2 separate regions of the Gossypium hirsutum genome follow, and region 2 is linked to region 1. Evidence: chromatin contacts called from public Hi-C data. All regions are on one chromosome and are shown on one strand. The core of a region is the stretch at or near the end of the contact, and the rest is flanking DNA. Distances in the headings are between cores, read along the strand shown. Region 1 holds the start of LOC107904051 (zinc finger CCCH domain-containing protein 15). Region 2 holds the start of LOC107903741.

What was found. Hi-C and Micro-C count contacts between places; a contact is called where the count stands out from the background.
Region 2: a contact with region 1 is called in a Hi-C map of leaf, with 1.5 times the contacts expected there. The contact joins the promoter of LOC107903741 here to the promoter of LOC107904051 in region 1. A contact is called at or near these places in 2 of 34 Hi-C or Micro-C datasets (callus and leaf).

The regions. Positions count from the first base shown.
Region 1 is chrD05:41,937,384-41,940,633 of Gossypium_hirsutum_v2.1, forward strand. It overlaps LOC107904051 (zinc finger CCCH domain-containing protein 15), which reads left to right and starts at 1,885. Exons shown (of 3, transcript XM_041092867.1): 1 at 1,885-2,074; 2 at 2,179-2,815. The coding sequence starts at 2,210.
Region 2 is chrD05:42,094,372-42,097,548 of Gossypium_hirsutum_v2.1, forward strand. It overlaps LOC107903741, which reads left to right and starts at 1,262. Exons shown (of 2, transcript XM_016829896.2): 1 at 1,262-1,627; 2 at 2,195-2,523. The coding sequence starts at 1,304. The coding sequence ends at 2,230.

The sequences.
Region 1 (3,250 bases), core at 635-3,134:
AAAACAATCAAATAAGATTATATTGTAATAGAACTAATATTATTGTTTAAAAATTATATGAATTTTTTTTTATAGTTCAACTCTAGATAAAGATTTCATTTGAAGAATAATAAAAAGTGTTCAAAATATAAACTTTATTAAATCTTAATTAAATAATAAATATCAATTTTATTAAAATTTAATATTATTTATTTTTAATAATAAAAGAATTAAATTAATCTATTTAATAATAAAAATATTAATTTGTCTCAGCCCTTATAATAGGACTTACCAAATATTTTTACTGTATTTATAATGTTAATACTATAAGTGTGACTCCAACCCAAATAGATATGGCAATGAATGCATTTCAATTAATATTTTAATTATTTATTTGTTAGGTTTAGCAGCATTGTAAAATAATCATATTTGTCTACCAGTAAAATATAATCTGATTTCAATATTTCTCAAAAATACTGTCTCATTGATATATAAACTATAAAAAAATTTAAATAAATAATGAAATATTTTTGAATCTCATTATAATTAGTTGAGTGCTTATCTTTTCTAGGATTAGTCTGAGTTCGAATCACAGTTGTACCAAAAAAAATTTTAACTTACTCGAACTTTATTATATAATTGCTTTTGAATATAGTATCTACTTCTACTCATAACTGCTTCCTCTTAAATCAATTAACTTATACTTTAAATATTGATTAACTCTTAACTTGGTGGGCATCGACATTGTTTCCTCTACAAAAGGAAGTGGGTATGAACGGCTAAATCACATTTATCCTCATATATATGGATTGGGTTGGGATTATGGATAAATTCTAAACATTGTATAAAATATAAAATACTTATTTAATTGGTAAAGTTGAGGATTTGAAGATTAAGATTTCTAAGGTTTAAATTCTATTATATATTTATTTAAATTAATTTTTATAAATTTTATATAAAATATAAAAGACAAAAATATTATCGTAATAATATATAGTGAAAAAAAGGAGTTTTTAGTTATTTTCTAGTTGAGTTCATGTTTGATTAGCTTGTAACATGCATTTAGTCAAATACATTATAGTAAGTATTAGAAATCCTATTATACATGTATGCATGGGAACCATAGATTTAAAACGCTTTTAAAAATAACATACAATAAATAATGAAATGTATAGTTTGAGATTAATTAATTATCATAATAACACACGAAATTTGTATGGTATTAAAATTGAAAAGTAGATTAAATTATGAGTAAAACAAAATTTAAATATATGAATACATCATATAAACAATACTAAATGCACTACAATTATTTATCATGATTTTGTCATCAATTACAAGTTAATGTCGAGTTGACTTGTGACATCAACTCAATGAACAACATTATTAATATATACAATTGATGGAGATAATAAATTGTGTATATTAAAATAAAAATGTATAAAATAAATTAATATTAAATTAAAATTTGATTGAATTGTAAATCTAAAGTTTTAACAATTTAATTGGTCTGAATTCAAATCTCACTATATATATATTAATTAATTTATCTTAAAATTAATATTAAATTACCTTCAAATAATATAACTTTTCAAATTACCGAGTTAAATATGTGTTTAAGGGTTTAGGATTTAGGTTCACACTGCCAACTTAATAAATAGTGTAGATATATTTTACAAAATACTGTGCACCGTCCAAAATACCGTGATCGAAATCAAACGGCCTGTTTAATCACCCGAGGTTTTCGTCTTCAAACAGCGAGCAAGAAAATCATAAATTTTTTCATGAAAAGAAAATCTAATTAGATTAATTAAATGGCTTAAATCCCCTTATTAAGTGGTACGGTAAGGTTAAAATCGAGTGGAGGAAAACATAGGGGCGAACCGAGTAAAAGATAAGTGAAAAGGTGGACATAATGGTAAAATTCTGTTACGTGTTTGTTTTAACAGTTTCTCCCTTCCTTCCTTTCCCTCCAATTCTTTCATCTCCCATTTTCTCTCTCCCCAAACAAAACAAAAAGAAATCTCTCTCGCTGTCGCTGCACTAAAGAGAGAATCTTAGAAAATAAAATCGGTGGTTTTTTTCAGAGATTCAGGTTAGCATCAAATTAATTTACTCGATTTCTATTTGTTTCAATCGTTGTTTTCAGGTGTTTTGGCTTTTTATTTACTGCATTTTTTTTTCTGTTTGCTGTAAAAGTTTTTTCAAGCTTGTGTACTTTCATTTGCAAATGCAAAGCGACGGTTCAACTCTTTATGGCGATGTCCTTTCCAAACAATCAAAAGATAAGGAGAATGAAGGAGATTACTCACCTTCAGCTGTCGCTGCCACCTCTCTCTTTGATCTCTACCATCCCCGTCACGTCATGCAACAACATCAAGATATGATCAACCGCCACAATCTCTGCCTCTCGCGCCTCCACGAAGCTTCTAAAGAAGTGGAGGCACTCCGCCAAGAGAATACTGCTTTGCGATCTGTAAACCGCGACCTCAACAAGCAACTCAGCACACTGATCCAAGCCTCTATGCAGAACCACTTCGCAACGTCTGATTATAACGCGACGCCGTACGAATTGCTGAATGAGTTTCAAGGGCTTTGTCTCGGTGGTGACGGTGGGGGCGTAGGAGAGGAAGAGGTTTCTGACGAGTGTCCGACGAGCATGATGGAAGGTGCTGGGGATGTGGAGAGGGTTATGTTGCCTAAGAGCATATCTGTTAGGTCTAATGGATATCTGAAGATGATGAGTAGTCAAAACAGTCAAAACGCTGGTGTGAGCCGTCGTCGTAAATATCGGGGACCAACTCGGTCTGGAAATGCCTCTCAACTCAGTGGAGCGGTGAGTTTATTATTGTTACTCTGTTGTTGATATAAATTCCTAAATGCTATATTTTTATTTCTTGAGCTAGATTAATGTTGTAGCAGTTATAAAAAATATATATAAATATAGTCTACCATTGCATCAAATATAAACTTAATTATAATGTGACAATTTATGTCCTTTGTGTCATTTTCTACTACTACAATCGTGTTTATGGTGTTTTATATTTTATAAGCTAATGAGTACTATTTATATATTTTTTCTTGTTTTGTTTTAATTAATTTGTATCTTATTTATTTTTAAATATTCAATGAACTGGCTGCTATTTTAGCGATGATTGCTTAGATTTTTTGCTTTTTAGGCAGAACTCGGGGGATAAGTAAGTACTTCAAAGAATTTGAAAAATCCAAATAACATGATGAATTAAAGGTGCAGCTTGGCTTCACATTTTTG
Region 2 (3,177 bases), core at 12-2,511, 160 kb after region 1:
GACAAAATAACGAGCTAGTAATAAAAAATCATCAAGCCCATCCTACTAAATCTGCTCCATTCCCTGAAGCCAATGCGGCAATACATAAATATCAAAGAGATGGTTATAATAATTATTCTCACCACCAAAAATGGAAAAATAAATTCTCAAGAGAACTTTTAAAAAGTGGAGATAACTTATATTATTGATGTGATATGAAAGGTGACTAGTAATGTACATGTCATATACCTAAACATTTCATTAAATCCTATCAAGATTCTATCAAAGGGGGATAATGTAGAATGTTAAACATATTTGACATACAAAGAATGATAACTCCCATGGCTTTGAATGGTTTGACATATCTAGAAACAAAAGACTTTTTAAGGATCATGATTAAATAATTTATAATTTTATTAGAGATGGAGATAATTTAAATTACTTTATGTTTGTTTGTTTTTATTATTCAACATGCATCTTTTATTTCTTTAGAATAGTTTTTTGTTATGCTTATTTGATATACTTTAAATTATATATTTTGTTTTTTAAAACATGTGAATATTATAGAAGTTATCTATTTTATATTAGTAAATATTTTAGTGAAATATATTATTTATAATGGACATTCAAAAAGGAGTGTTATAAATATATTTTCATTATAAACTGAATGTATATTAGAATAAAAAAATTGTTATACTTAGAACTCTAATGTCTATTAAAAATAAAATTTTATATCATCATACTTGTTATATTTATAAATATAGACTTTGACAAAATATTATTTAAATCACATATATATATTTTTATTATTACAAGAAAAAGTTGAATCCCAGTGTTGAACAGAACAGAAACTAAAATTAAATCACATATATTCTTATCTCTTTATATTTCTATCCCTTATTCCTTTTCATTATTTTATAACACAATTTAAATATAATGAGAAATGAGTAATGTCAATATTTCAAAACTTGGAAACAAAAAACAGAGGCTTGATAGTTAGAGGGATATAAATGTCATCCCACCCTTTATATATAATATAGATAATTGACTTGAAAGTTTTAGTTCAACATGAGAATAGCCATATGAATTGGTCATATTATTTAAAAAATGCCGTCACTTGGCTTAATTGTTATAAAACTTGCAAAGGAAATGAAATGTAAGTAATAAGCATGGATCTTACATAAAAATAATATAAATACATTTATAAAGAAAGAATGATAAATTTAATTCTACCAACCGGCTTCTTGTCTTGTCATGCAAAACTAGTATATAAGTATGTGTTTATGTATAGCACTAAACAAATATCAAAGCAGAAGCAAAAGAAATGGCATCAAAAAAGGGTTCTGAAGAGGTTTCGTGTGTCTTTGAAAGGGGGACACTGTGCAACTTTTGGGTGGCTCCTAAATTTTGCAAAGGTTTAGACAAAGTAGAACTAGATGAGGTGTGCTCTTTCCATGGCTTGGTTTTCGCTGCTCCGGCGCCATTTCCGCCATTTATTGTAGCTGCTGATGTTGCCTATGCGTTCTTTCACTATGGTGATAATATAGGTTCCAGTTGTGGTTTTTCCTTTGTTATTAAAGAAAATAATCTAGAGCCTGAGCTAAAGTGGATTATTGCTTGGAAAAATGGACCATGCAATGACAACAAGGTGCTGCTGATCTATTTCCATAATGTTATAATTTTTTTGTCAATTTAATTTTTTTAGTTAAATTTAACTTTTAACCTTTTATAAAAGTCAAATTAAACCACCAATATTTTGAATTGAAATTATGTTTTTTTAATGAGAATACTAATTAAAATATTAAATTTTTAAATACGGTAACTTGCATGACAATCCATGTGTACTCCATGCTTTTTTTTTTTGAACTTTTATAATTTATAATTTTGTTTTCTTTTATTTTTGAATAGTACATATAAGACAAATAGTGTTATGTTAATATGATGTGTACATAGATTGTTATGCATGTTGCCACTCCAACAAAATATTAAAAATTAATATTTTAGTCAACATTTCTATTATAAAAAAATTATTTGACTCTTATAAAATGTTAAGGATCAAATTTAACTAAAAAATAAGCCAACTTATAAAAAATGTAAACTTTAAAGTTAAATTTATTATTATATCATATATATATAATTATTGAAACAATAAATATATGGATTAATTACGTATGAAATCAATTACAGGTCTATACAAATATCCTTCCTCTTTCAGATGACGTTGATTGGGATCAAATCAAATGCAATTTGAAGTCGGAGAATTGTGGACCCAAAAGTTGCTGCGACCTATCGGGAATAAAAGCTGAGGCTTTTATCGAGCCGGGTGTTAAGACAACTATGAAGGCAAAACTGATAAAACAATAATTTAGATTGTGTTGTGATGGGGCTGTCATTTGTCAACACTAGCGTGGAATTTATATTGTGTTGTTAATTTGCACTAGTATTAAAATAAAGTGACATCCATTAATAAAGATTGCTACTACTATCGTCTAATGTGTCATCAGTTTGACAGTTTGTAGTTTGAATAAATGATATCGTTTGTGAGAAACTTAGTTTTTGTTACCCTCAATCATGTTAAAAATCATTAACAACGGAAGCTAACCGAAAAAAACAAACAGTACTTGTAACATTTATTGCAGCAATAAGAGAAAAGCACAATTATTATTAAATAATTTAAAAATATTAACTCAATTGCACTAAACATTTTTAAATTATAACTTTTATTTTAATTGATTTTTAAAATCTCTAATTTAACCGTTAAATGATACATTAAATTTTATGTGACATAATTTAAAATTAAAATAATAAAAAAATATTAAAAGAAATAAAAAGAATTTAGTTTAATTGTAGCAAAAATGACAAACACTCTTAGCGATGATGGTGGTGGTGAATCTCATTTTTCCAAGGATCAGAACACTAAAAAAGTAAGGTTTAAGGAAGGCTAGGATGAGACGGAGGTCGATATGGGTATGGATCTTGAATCATCTCCAGTGACATCTTGGAAGGAGAAACTCTTAGGGGTTGGATCAGTTGATTCTGTCAAGGACCATATGGTTATTGGCGGCAATAATGATGGTGATCTAGTCTTTTTTAGAGGGAGATGTGATAAGATCTACTGTTAATGGGATTCCGAAAATAGATTTTTTTTATAGAATCAAGTAGATCCTTTACAAGGAAATGGAGAAGACGGTAGTTCTA